Regions from separate parts of the Mus musculus genome. Here region 1 is linked to region 2. A link is a contact called in public Hi-C data. All regions are on one chromosome and are shown on one strand. Each heading gives the region's core, a stretch centred on a gene start, on an enhancer-like site or on the middle of the called end of the contact. The rest is flanking DNA. Distances are from core to core; before and after follow the strand shown. Region 1 has its middle 61 kb from the start of Gm31314. Region 2 has its middle 38 kb from the start of Gm42015.

Evidence for each region. A called contact is a pair of places that touch in the nucleus more often than the background predicts.
Region 1: a Hi-C map of uterus shows a contact between it and region 2. The contact joins two enhancer-like sites. A contact is called at or near these places in 2 of 484 Hi-C or Micro-C datasets (nephron progenitors and uterus) and 1 of 115 datasets of contacts at active chromatin or transcription factors (craniofacial prominence).

Annotation. Positions count from the first base shown.
Region 1 is chr5:119,464,307-119,468,809 of GRCm38.p6, reverse strand. No RefSeq gene overlaps it. Among named protein-coding and RNA genes, the nearest start is that of Gm31314, 61 kb to the left of the region's middle. Within about 2 kb of position 1,254, at least 22 of the 459 cell types and tissues checked have an H3K27ac peak or open chromatin away from gene starts, as enhancers often do. A contact at or near this core is called in uterus, where this site is marked.
Region 2 is chr5:118,878,683-118,883,453 of GRCm38.p6, reverse strand. No RefSeq gene overlaps it. Among named protein-coding and RNA genes, the nearest start is that of Gm42015, 38 kb to the right of the region's middle. Within about 2 kb of position 3,308, at least 33 of the 459 cell types and tissues checked have an H3K27ac peak or open chromatin away from gene starts, as enhancers often do. A contact at or near this core is called in uterus, where this site is marked.

The sequences.
Region 1 (4,503 bases), core at 5-2,504, 590 kb before region 2:
CCACCCAGCCTGCATTTTTACAAAGTAATGGGAAACGGTCCTTTCCATCTTTAGTTTAGATCGCGGCAAGTTAGAGACCCACAGAATTTCTGCTGGGAGCTAAAATTAAGCAATGTTTCTCTTGTTAATTTTAAAGTTACGCTTATTTATTTGATTATTTGCTGTGTGTATTCATGTGTGCTACAGCACCTGTGGAGGTCAGAAGACAGTCTGCAGTAGTCAGTTCTGTCCTTCCCTCACGTGGGACCCGGGGATTGAACTCAGATCATCAGATTTAGACGCAGTCACCCACACCTGGGGAACTAACTTGCTGGCCCAGAGTGAACACTTCTTACATTCGAAGCCTAATCATCTTCAAAAGTTGGTTTTGGGTCTGGTGGTGCTGGAACTTCTAAGCTAGGACCTTGTGCATGCCAGCCATTTCAGAGGCTTGAGCTCCTGTCAGGGTGGATCAAAAGTGGCCTGTAGTCCACAGGTACCACATTATCCTCACAGCTCACCTGACCCTTCTTCTTTGGGTCAGGAGGTGCATAGGACATTTTTGTCTCCGATGGATTGATACTTGGTAGGTTCTCTAGTAGCTTACCTAGCTGAGAGTGACCAGCATGACTCTCAGCTAGTTACTCTTTGCACAGCCTGCTTCTGGGAGTGTATTAGTCAGGGTTCTCTAAAGTCACAGAACTTACGGAACGTCTCTCTATATTAAGGAAATTTATTGTAATACCTTATAGTCATCGAACTAACCCAACAATGGGCAGCTGTGAATGGGAAGTCCAAGAATCTAATAGTCTCTCAGTCCCACAAGGCTAGTTTAAGCTGTTTTTCTATAGAAGCCCCGTGTACGAGGGCAGTATGTCTTGTCATTGTGCCTGACCAGGAAGCAGAAAGCAGGAGGAAGGAGCCAGGGAAACCCCTCCCTCCCTAAAGTCCCGCCCCCAGTGACGTACTTCCTCCAGCTACAACCTCCCCTACCCCCCAAAGTTTCCATACATCCTAGAAATAGCAGCCCAGAGCTGGGAACCAAACATTCGAAACATGAACCTTTAGGGGACAATTCAGAGTCAGTCCCTTAAACATGGACTTCTTGCTTACTGTGACCCTTACCAACGGGTGCCTGGTTTCCCAATCCTAAAATTCTCAGAGTGAGATTTATGGTGTGAGTCACTTCTCGGGGGACAATGCCCTACAAGACTCACTTGGGTGACTGGCCAGTGGACAGATGGTCTCCTGTGAGTCAGCTTTCCTCCCCTGGAGCTTTCTGAGAACGGAACCACATGACCCGCTGCCTGTCTACATTGTGGGAGCTGAGGGCAGGGAGCTATGGGTGGCCAGGCTGGCTGGCTGCTTGTCACTCCAGTACTACAGAAGACTTTGGCGTGGTGTGACCGGCATGTTTAATAAACAAGATGTGAGCCTGTCGTTGGGGCTGTCTGGGATACAGCTGCTCATGTAGCAAGGACCTTACATAATTCCAAGTCCGAGGTCATTTTTCCTCTTTCGAAAACTTCAAAGTCCTGTCACCATGTGTGGAAGCCACCACAGAACATTTTCATCCACTTGTCTGGAGAGATGATTTTTCAAGGGAATTACCCCTTGTAGCGATCAGACTAGTCAACAGCTTGGGTATTATTTTCTCTTTTCCATTATTTGCACACTTGTGTGGTTGTGTGCTTGTTTGTGGGCACACACGTGTGCAAGTGCATGTGGAGACTCAAGGTTGGTATTCAGAGACCTCCTTGCTTGCTCTTCCAACTTATCACTAAGGCAGGCTCTCACAATGTAACCCAGAGGTCTTCAATAAGGTAAGTTTTGCTGGCCAGCTTGCTCTGGGGCATCCTCGTCTCCCATCTTCCAAGACTCACACCCCATGGATTCTGGGGTTCTAACCACTGTCCTTCATGCTCTGTGACAAACACTACAACCCCTGATCCATCTCTCCAGCCCCACACTTACCACAGTAGCCAGGAAGGATGGATGGGGACGGATGTAGACCCATCCATCCCGTGTCACTAGAAGACCATTCAAAGTTCTAAGTGTTAGAAAAGCACACGATATTGGGCCCTGATGTCAGTACTATCCCTCTAAACCCATAAAGCACCACTGGCATTAAGTGGGACTTCCTATGGACTAAGGCTGAAATAAATACTTTCCTTATCTTTCCGAGGCAGATGCTAAAGATTTGGCTACTGGATGGAACTTCCAGAAAAGTAAGTCGATCTCTGGAGATGGTTCAGCAAGTAGGAACACTTGTGTAGATATGAGGACCAGAATTCAAATACCCAGAACCCGTGAGAAAACCTAGGTGTACACACACACGCACACACACACACACACACACACACACACACACACACACACCTACCTATAATCCCAGCAAGCAGAGGGATTGCTGGAGCTCGTTGGCCGCCAGCCTAGATCTGGATTCAGTGAGAGAGACTCTGCTTATGGGGAGTAAATCAAACCACAATAAAGGACATCTGACGTCCTCCTTTGGTTCCTGTATGTGTACAAAGTGAGTGTAATGCCACAGACACATGCACATATAACACACACACACACACACAGAGCACATAGCTTCTTCTCTCCTCCCCCTCCCTTCCTTTTGGAAGGAAGAATTCACTTTGGTTCATGGTTTATGGTCAGTTCATCTTGGTTGGGAGAGTGCGCTGCAATAAGGAGTTAGGACAGAGAGGGTGTGTCTGAACATGGAACCCGGACATGAGCTCTGGTTGGGATGAGTGGATGAAGCTCGAGTTTAAAGCAAGCCTGGTGCTGCCGTGAGAGGGCGGTGTGACTTGGGTCTGGAATGATCTGGTTTCTGGCACTGTTGGGCACCTTTAGGAAGTGGGGAATCTTGAGAGGAAGTTGTGCCACTGGAATGCATTCTTGAAGTGGGTCCTGGAATCCTGATCCCGTCCACACTCTCTCTCGGCTTCCATGGTGTGATGCAGTGGACAGGTTTGTTCTGCCATGTGGCCATACCACCATGCACTTTTCCACCCCAACCACAGGGCCCAGCAGTCACGGTCTCCTCTGAAACCACAGGCTAACATATATCCCTTTCTTCCTTTTAAGTGGATTGCGTCAGGTATTTTGTTTCAGCCATGGATTGACAAACAGGAATGAGTACCTTGGCTTGATTTTTCTGGCAATTTACCCTAATGAAATTGAGTAATATTTCTCTCCTTTGCAAAACAAATGTAAAACAAAAAAATACACTTACATCTTCATTGGCATGTACACATGTCATCTTACCTGCATACTTCAAAGAATCATGTCTACACTTCAGCTTCTCTCATCCAGGGCTTCTCAGCTTCTCCAGGGTCTCTCAGCTTCTCCATCATTGACATTTGAGGATGGAAAAAGTCTTTGATTTTAGGGACCGGCCTTGGCATTAGCAGATGCTTCTCCTGTACCTATGGCAATGGAAACTACCTCCAGACACTGTCAAATATCTTCTGAAGGATAAAATCACCACCTCCATTGGGACCTACCATCTAAGGGCAGGCAGCACCTGAGAAGCAGACCTTGTGTTGACTAAAAGTTCTATACATAAAGCATCTTTGTATGTCAAAGAAGGTAAAACTCATCTGGACCTCTAGGCTTCAAAGGTCATGGTTAAAATGAGAACATGGTTGTCCTAGTGGCCTTGACCCAAGAGAGAACAGAGACAACTCAAGGATAGTAACCCCGTAGAGATGCCTCAGGGCCAGCCACCTTGCTCCCCACTCCTTCCCTAGTTTCTTCATCCCATGTATTTATGGCTCTTCCAAGAAGGAGCTGGCAACATCCATGGACCACTCATTCATCACACCAGTCATTTTGTTTTGTATTCTACCAGCCACCCTGTCCCTATCTAATCAGGGGGCTGCTTCCTGTTTTTGTCCTGCTATCATTTGTCCCACTGGAGTGATTTTTATCATCAAACAGTATGAAAATAGAATCTAGGAATTGGCACCTCTCTGCTGCAGCCAGCCCATGAGACTGACCCGTTGGCTTGGGCAGGAGAGACGGAAGCAGCCTAGGACCCAAGTTCACATTGTCTTCAGGACAAACAGCCAGGCATGCCTCCCATCTTTCCACAGGGCTCCCCTCAAAAATACAAATGGTGATGTGATTTGTTTAAACCTAAGGACATGTATTTACAAGCACTTGGTGGCCATTCTTCCTGGAGAGTGGAGGGAGGTGTCCCAGCTTGATGAATGGGTTCCTCTCTCGATGGGCTGAGACGTGGGCATTCCATTCAAGGGCAGCTCTTGACTTCCTCTTTGGATCAATGTTTGCAGCTTAGAAGGTTATGAGGATTGCAGGAGAAGAGAGGTGTGTGGGAAAGGAACCATCAGCTCTGAGTCTCTGGATGAGCAGAAAAAAAAATCTCAACAATGTGGCCATTTTGCCATGGTGTGACCTCCTTAGTGACTAGATTGTCTCAAGGTCAAATTCTGTTTTTGTTTGTTTGTTTGTTTGGGTTTTTTGTTTTTTCCTTGTTTCCTCTTTTTTTTT
Region 2 (4,771 bases), core at 2,059-4,558:
CTCACCTGAAGCTCCTTCCTTCAGGATAACTTTCTCTGTGATAGCTTCAGCTTGTGTCAAGTTGACACAAAACCAGCCAGTACAGTTCCTATACGATAAGGCATTTTTCCAACTGAGTCCTCTCCTGACCCTGGAGAGTATTGCTATCAATTATTATTACTATGTAAGTAAATTGTCTATTGGAAAACAGTACAACAAAAACCAGGTAAGACAGGTGTGAGAAATCAACCTGGGTGCTAAGGTGCCCACAGAAGGCAGAGCCAGACGTGGGGGCTGAGGCAGGTGTTTTGCTGAGAAGGGAATAGGGACTGAAAAATAAGAGTGTGTGTTTTCAAGTCTGAAATGAACTGGGTTGTGTGTTTGCTTGTATTTCCTTTCCACTGTTCAGCTCAGAGATGAAACCGCAGTCTGGTTAATGGGGGGCTGGCAAACAGAAAATTATTCGTTCTGGCAAATTCAACTTGTCTTTTAAACTGACCTGAGATGTTTTACATTTATTTATTTATTTATGGTCTATAAAGCAGCTGGCATTAAGTCATCGTTGTTTTGAGGCAGCATCTTAATGTGTAGTCCTGGCTGTCCTGGAACTCACTACATAGACCAGGTTGGCCTTGAACTCCCAGAGAAGTGCCTACTAAGTGCTGAGATTAAGCATGTGTTGTCATCACTCCAAGTTAGGTGGCATTAATGTTGACAATATTTTATTTTACCCAGTATGCTCCATAAAATATCATGTCGATATTAAAACTATGGGTGAAAATCAATTGCCTCTAAGCCAGTGAGAGATCTATGTCAAACTAGAATGGTTGAGGGCCTGAGGCATGACTTCTAAGGCTGTTCGCTAGTCACCACACACAACACGTCGCATACTCAGGCACATGTGCACACATGCAGGCTCTTACACACGAATGCTCACCTGAACATGCATGCCATCCACACCAAGTCTCCATATCTGCAGAGCCACAGCTGGGGTCAGCTGGGCCCGCCCCTCACCCTACAGTCTTCAGTGACTTCCCATAACCACCTGTGAAGGGACAGACACCTTTGCAATAACACCTTTGTTGCCCAGCTGGCACACAGTGGGCAGGTAACAGGACACATGTATGCAGGGGAACAAGCCGGAAGAACAGAGCCTCGGGATGGGGTGGGGGCTGGGGGAGGAAGTTGGACTTTGCAGAATGAGATGGTCGGGTGGCGGTGGATACCAGCAACAGGCACTCCTCACTGTCAGCCCAGGATGTAAAAAAGACTGAACCCCTGACTGTTGTCCCAACAAAGAGAGGGCCTTGTACCTACAAGGCGACTCTAGCCAAACAGGCCTGGGTACAGTTCCGGTAGCAGATCCTCTCTGTCCTGAGCCCAAACCAGCTCAGCTGGCTTCCAGGACAGGCTTCTTGGAATGCAGCCCCACAGAGAAAGCTGCAAGCAAGAAGAGAGAAAGACAGGCGCTCTGACATGGCTTTTCCTCTCAGGTTGTCTTCATTGCCAAAGGCCCGGACCGGAGGACTTAGAGGTGGTGTGTACGGAGGTGGAAGGAGAGAGCAGCAGAGAGATCTTTTTGTAGTTGTGTGGCTGGAAAGCAATCTTCCCTGTGAGCTTGGCAGGCTGGGCCTCTCGGGGGCCCTTTATTCACTTCACTGGCAGCTCACCTCCGCTCTCTCAGGGTGCTGTAGGGGCGTGTGATGGCAAGTTTATAGACAAGGTTGACCAGATGGCTCAGTGGATACCTGAAGACTTGAGTTCAACCCTGGGACCCATGTGAAGGAAGGAGAGAACTGGCTCCCCCACATTGTCCTCCGATCACCACACGCACACCTTGGCAGCCCCTCCGCCACACTCACTCGACCATTCGATGTAATTTTTTTTAGATTAGATTAAAGTTTTGTTGTTGTTTTTTTTTAAATCAATTCATAGCAAGAGTTAGTGGCTTCTGACCCCTACATGCAAGTGACACCTCTTCCAACAGTGACTTTGTGCTTGTATTTCTCAGAGTCTCAAGTCTCTCCTCCCTAGGACACTGTCCTAAGAACAGTAGAAGATTTCTCTCCAATAGTCAAGAGAGTGCTTTATTTCATTTTATTTCTTCCTCCAAAGGCATGCTTATAGATCACCCTGAAATACGCTAATCTCCAGTAGATATGGCAGCTCACTCTAATCCCAGCACTTGGGAGGCTGAGGCAAGGGATCCCAGTGAGTCTCCCACACAGCCTTCGAGACAGGGCCAGTTCCCCATCAGCCAGGGTGAAAAATGGAACTGTGCATTGAACACACCAACAGAAGAACCCTGACTTGAAGCTTGCTCTCTCCCCAGCGTTAACGGCTTTAGCTTCGTTTGAAGCTATTTGACTGGGGGCCACCCCGACACTCAGTGTCCTTGTCTAGAAGTAGAATCCTAATGGGCCTGCTAGCAATGGCTCTGGGTTGACAGGGATTCATTTTATGAATGAAGTCTTAGATTAGACTAGATAAGAATGGTGGAAACGCTAAAACAGAGTTTTCTATCCGGTTTAAACACACACACACACACACACACACACACACACACACACACACATCTCAGCTCTCGTTCGAGATGACCCCTGAGCTCTCCTGGTTTCTGCTAATGTTCCCGATAGCCATTCACTTCCTGGTTGTTTGCCTCCTCGGCTCTGATTGGCCAGATTCCAGTTCACTTGGGAGCTGTGTTATGAAGACCTTGAAGGCTCCAGGAAAAGGAAAAATTCCCTCTTCTCATTCTTCTCTCCATGAGCTCTTCAGCCAAACCCACCCTTACCCTTTAAGACGCAGACGGGTTCAACCTCGGATGCCGTCGCATCCATTCTAGACCTATCCTTTGTCCCCAGATCCTGGCATCCAGAGCATGGTGTGGCCTCTCACACTGAGAGGTGGGGCCTGCAACCCAGGTTTTGACTCCGACCACAAGACTCTGCGTTCATTCAGTGTCTCCCCCCCCCCCCCCCACACACACACACACTTCACTCCACTACCACATTCATCTGTCAAGTGCCCTCCCCACCCGACACACAGACACGCAGACTCACGGACAGACACAGCCTTCTCTCCCGTCTCTCCCTCCACCCACGTCTTTTCCCTTGAGCTAGATCTGGGGGCGGGGTGAGAAGAAAGCCAAATGTCTTCCAACCACAGAGTAGTGACAGTGTTGTCCTTACAACACCAACCAAAGATCTAATTTTTTTTCCTTTCCTGAATGCCTAAAAGGAGTTGGAAAACCCGAGGGCACCATTGCCTTGTTTTCTGCTCAATGGAGTCTGGCCAGAATCCACCCACAGCTAAACAAAGCATCCTTTCTTGTCCCACTGAAGTTCTCAAAATCTGGCCAGCCTGACACCCACCCAGAACAGCCCCTTGACCTGACTCCTGCCTTCGTCCTCCATGCCTTTTGATGGCATTGTTCAATATTCAAAATCAGACCCAAAGTGCCTGTCCACACCCTAGTCTGAAAGACCAAGAACAGAATTTTAAAATAATAATAATAAATAAATAAAATCTGTGGCCTAACCAGTGGTTGGAGCGCCATCTGCTGGCCATTTTATAAGCAGCGCCTCCCTCACCAGCCCACATGGCTCTAAGTTCCCGTATTTCAAAGTCTTTTCGGAGTTTAACTCCGAGAGAGTATAGCTTCAGGCGTGGGAACTTGTGCTTTTAAGTACGTTAATATCCCATTATTCTATTATGGGAATACGCATTTAGGAATAAAGGCTCTTTTTAAAAAATCTTTTATTCCTTTTCTTTTAAAGCTATTTAAAGTCTCCATCAAACATCTGGGAGGGATGATCTCAGCTTACAACGGCTTTTATTACTGTCACACTTGTTCCTACTACCGTGATAATGATTGTGGCATTGTATTAATCAATAAATCATAACGAACTCGCTTTTTACACACTCTTAACACAGACCCCCAGACCAGTGTGTGCCCGGGTTTGCAGGAAAATTTATGATTCTGGGTGGGAGGGAGAAGGAGACTATAACACAACAAAGACCAAAATAAATAAATAAAGAGGGAGGATTGCTTTTAGAAAAAAAAAAGGAGGAAGCTTTTTTCTAAAAGAGACTCTCGGCTTGGGAAGGCAGATTTGGGACTGAGTTAATAAATGCCTCTCCTATCTGCTTAGTCAAAGGAGCTTACGTCCCTTTAGCTGGGATTTTTTTTTTAACCTCATTAAAAATCAAAGGGAAAGCATGGGAATTTTCCTCTGTAAATATTTTGCCTGTCCTCTGAGGAGAGAAAACAGAAAATCACCTGTCTCAGTCGGTGCCTTCTTTCGAATTCACTTTGGCCAAATACCTTAGGCAGTCAGGGTGATGGAGAAGAATTGGGGAAGGGGGGGGGGGCTTATGCCTGTCAGCAAGTGTGTCCACCAAGTGTGGGTTTGGGTAGCCATAGGGAGCACGTGGCATCTACCCCTTTCGAGTCTGCAGCTGCCACAGCACAGCACATCCTGAGGAAGGGCTGGCTGAGTCACACGAACCCTGTGGATTCTAGAAGCCCCTTTCCCTGGGCTTCTCTAGGACCCACCCATCACTCTGAGCTCTCCATTGGTCCACCATGGGGGATTTGGTCCACATTCGTCGGGTGTTCTCAGCTTCTTCATCAGATTCCTTCCTCTCTAGTTCTTGAGCTAAAACCCCGTTTATAAGAAAGTCAGGAGCCTGGGAAACATCTCGTCATTGTAGCGTCCAGCCCATCATCTTATTGAACGGGCGTTTTACTTCTCCCTTGAAGCTGGGTGTCCGCCCCGAGTTGAGGCAG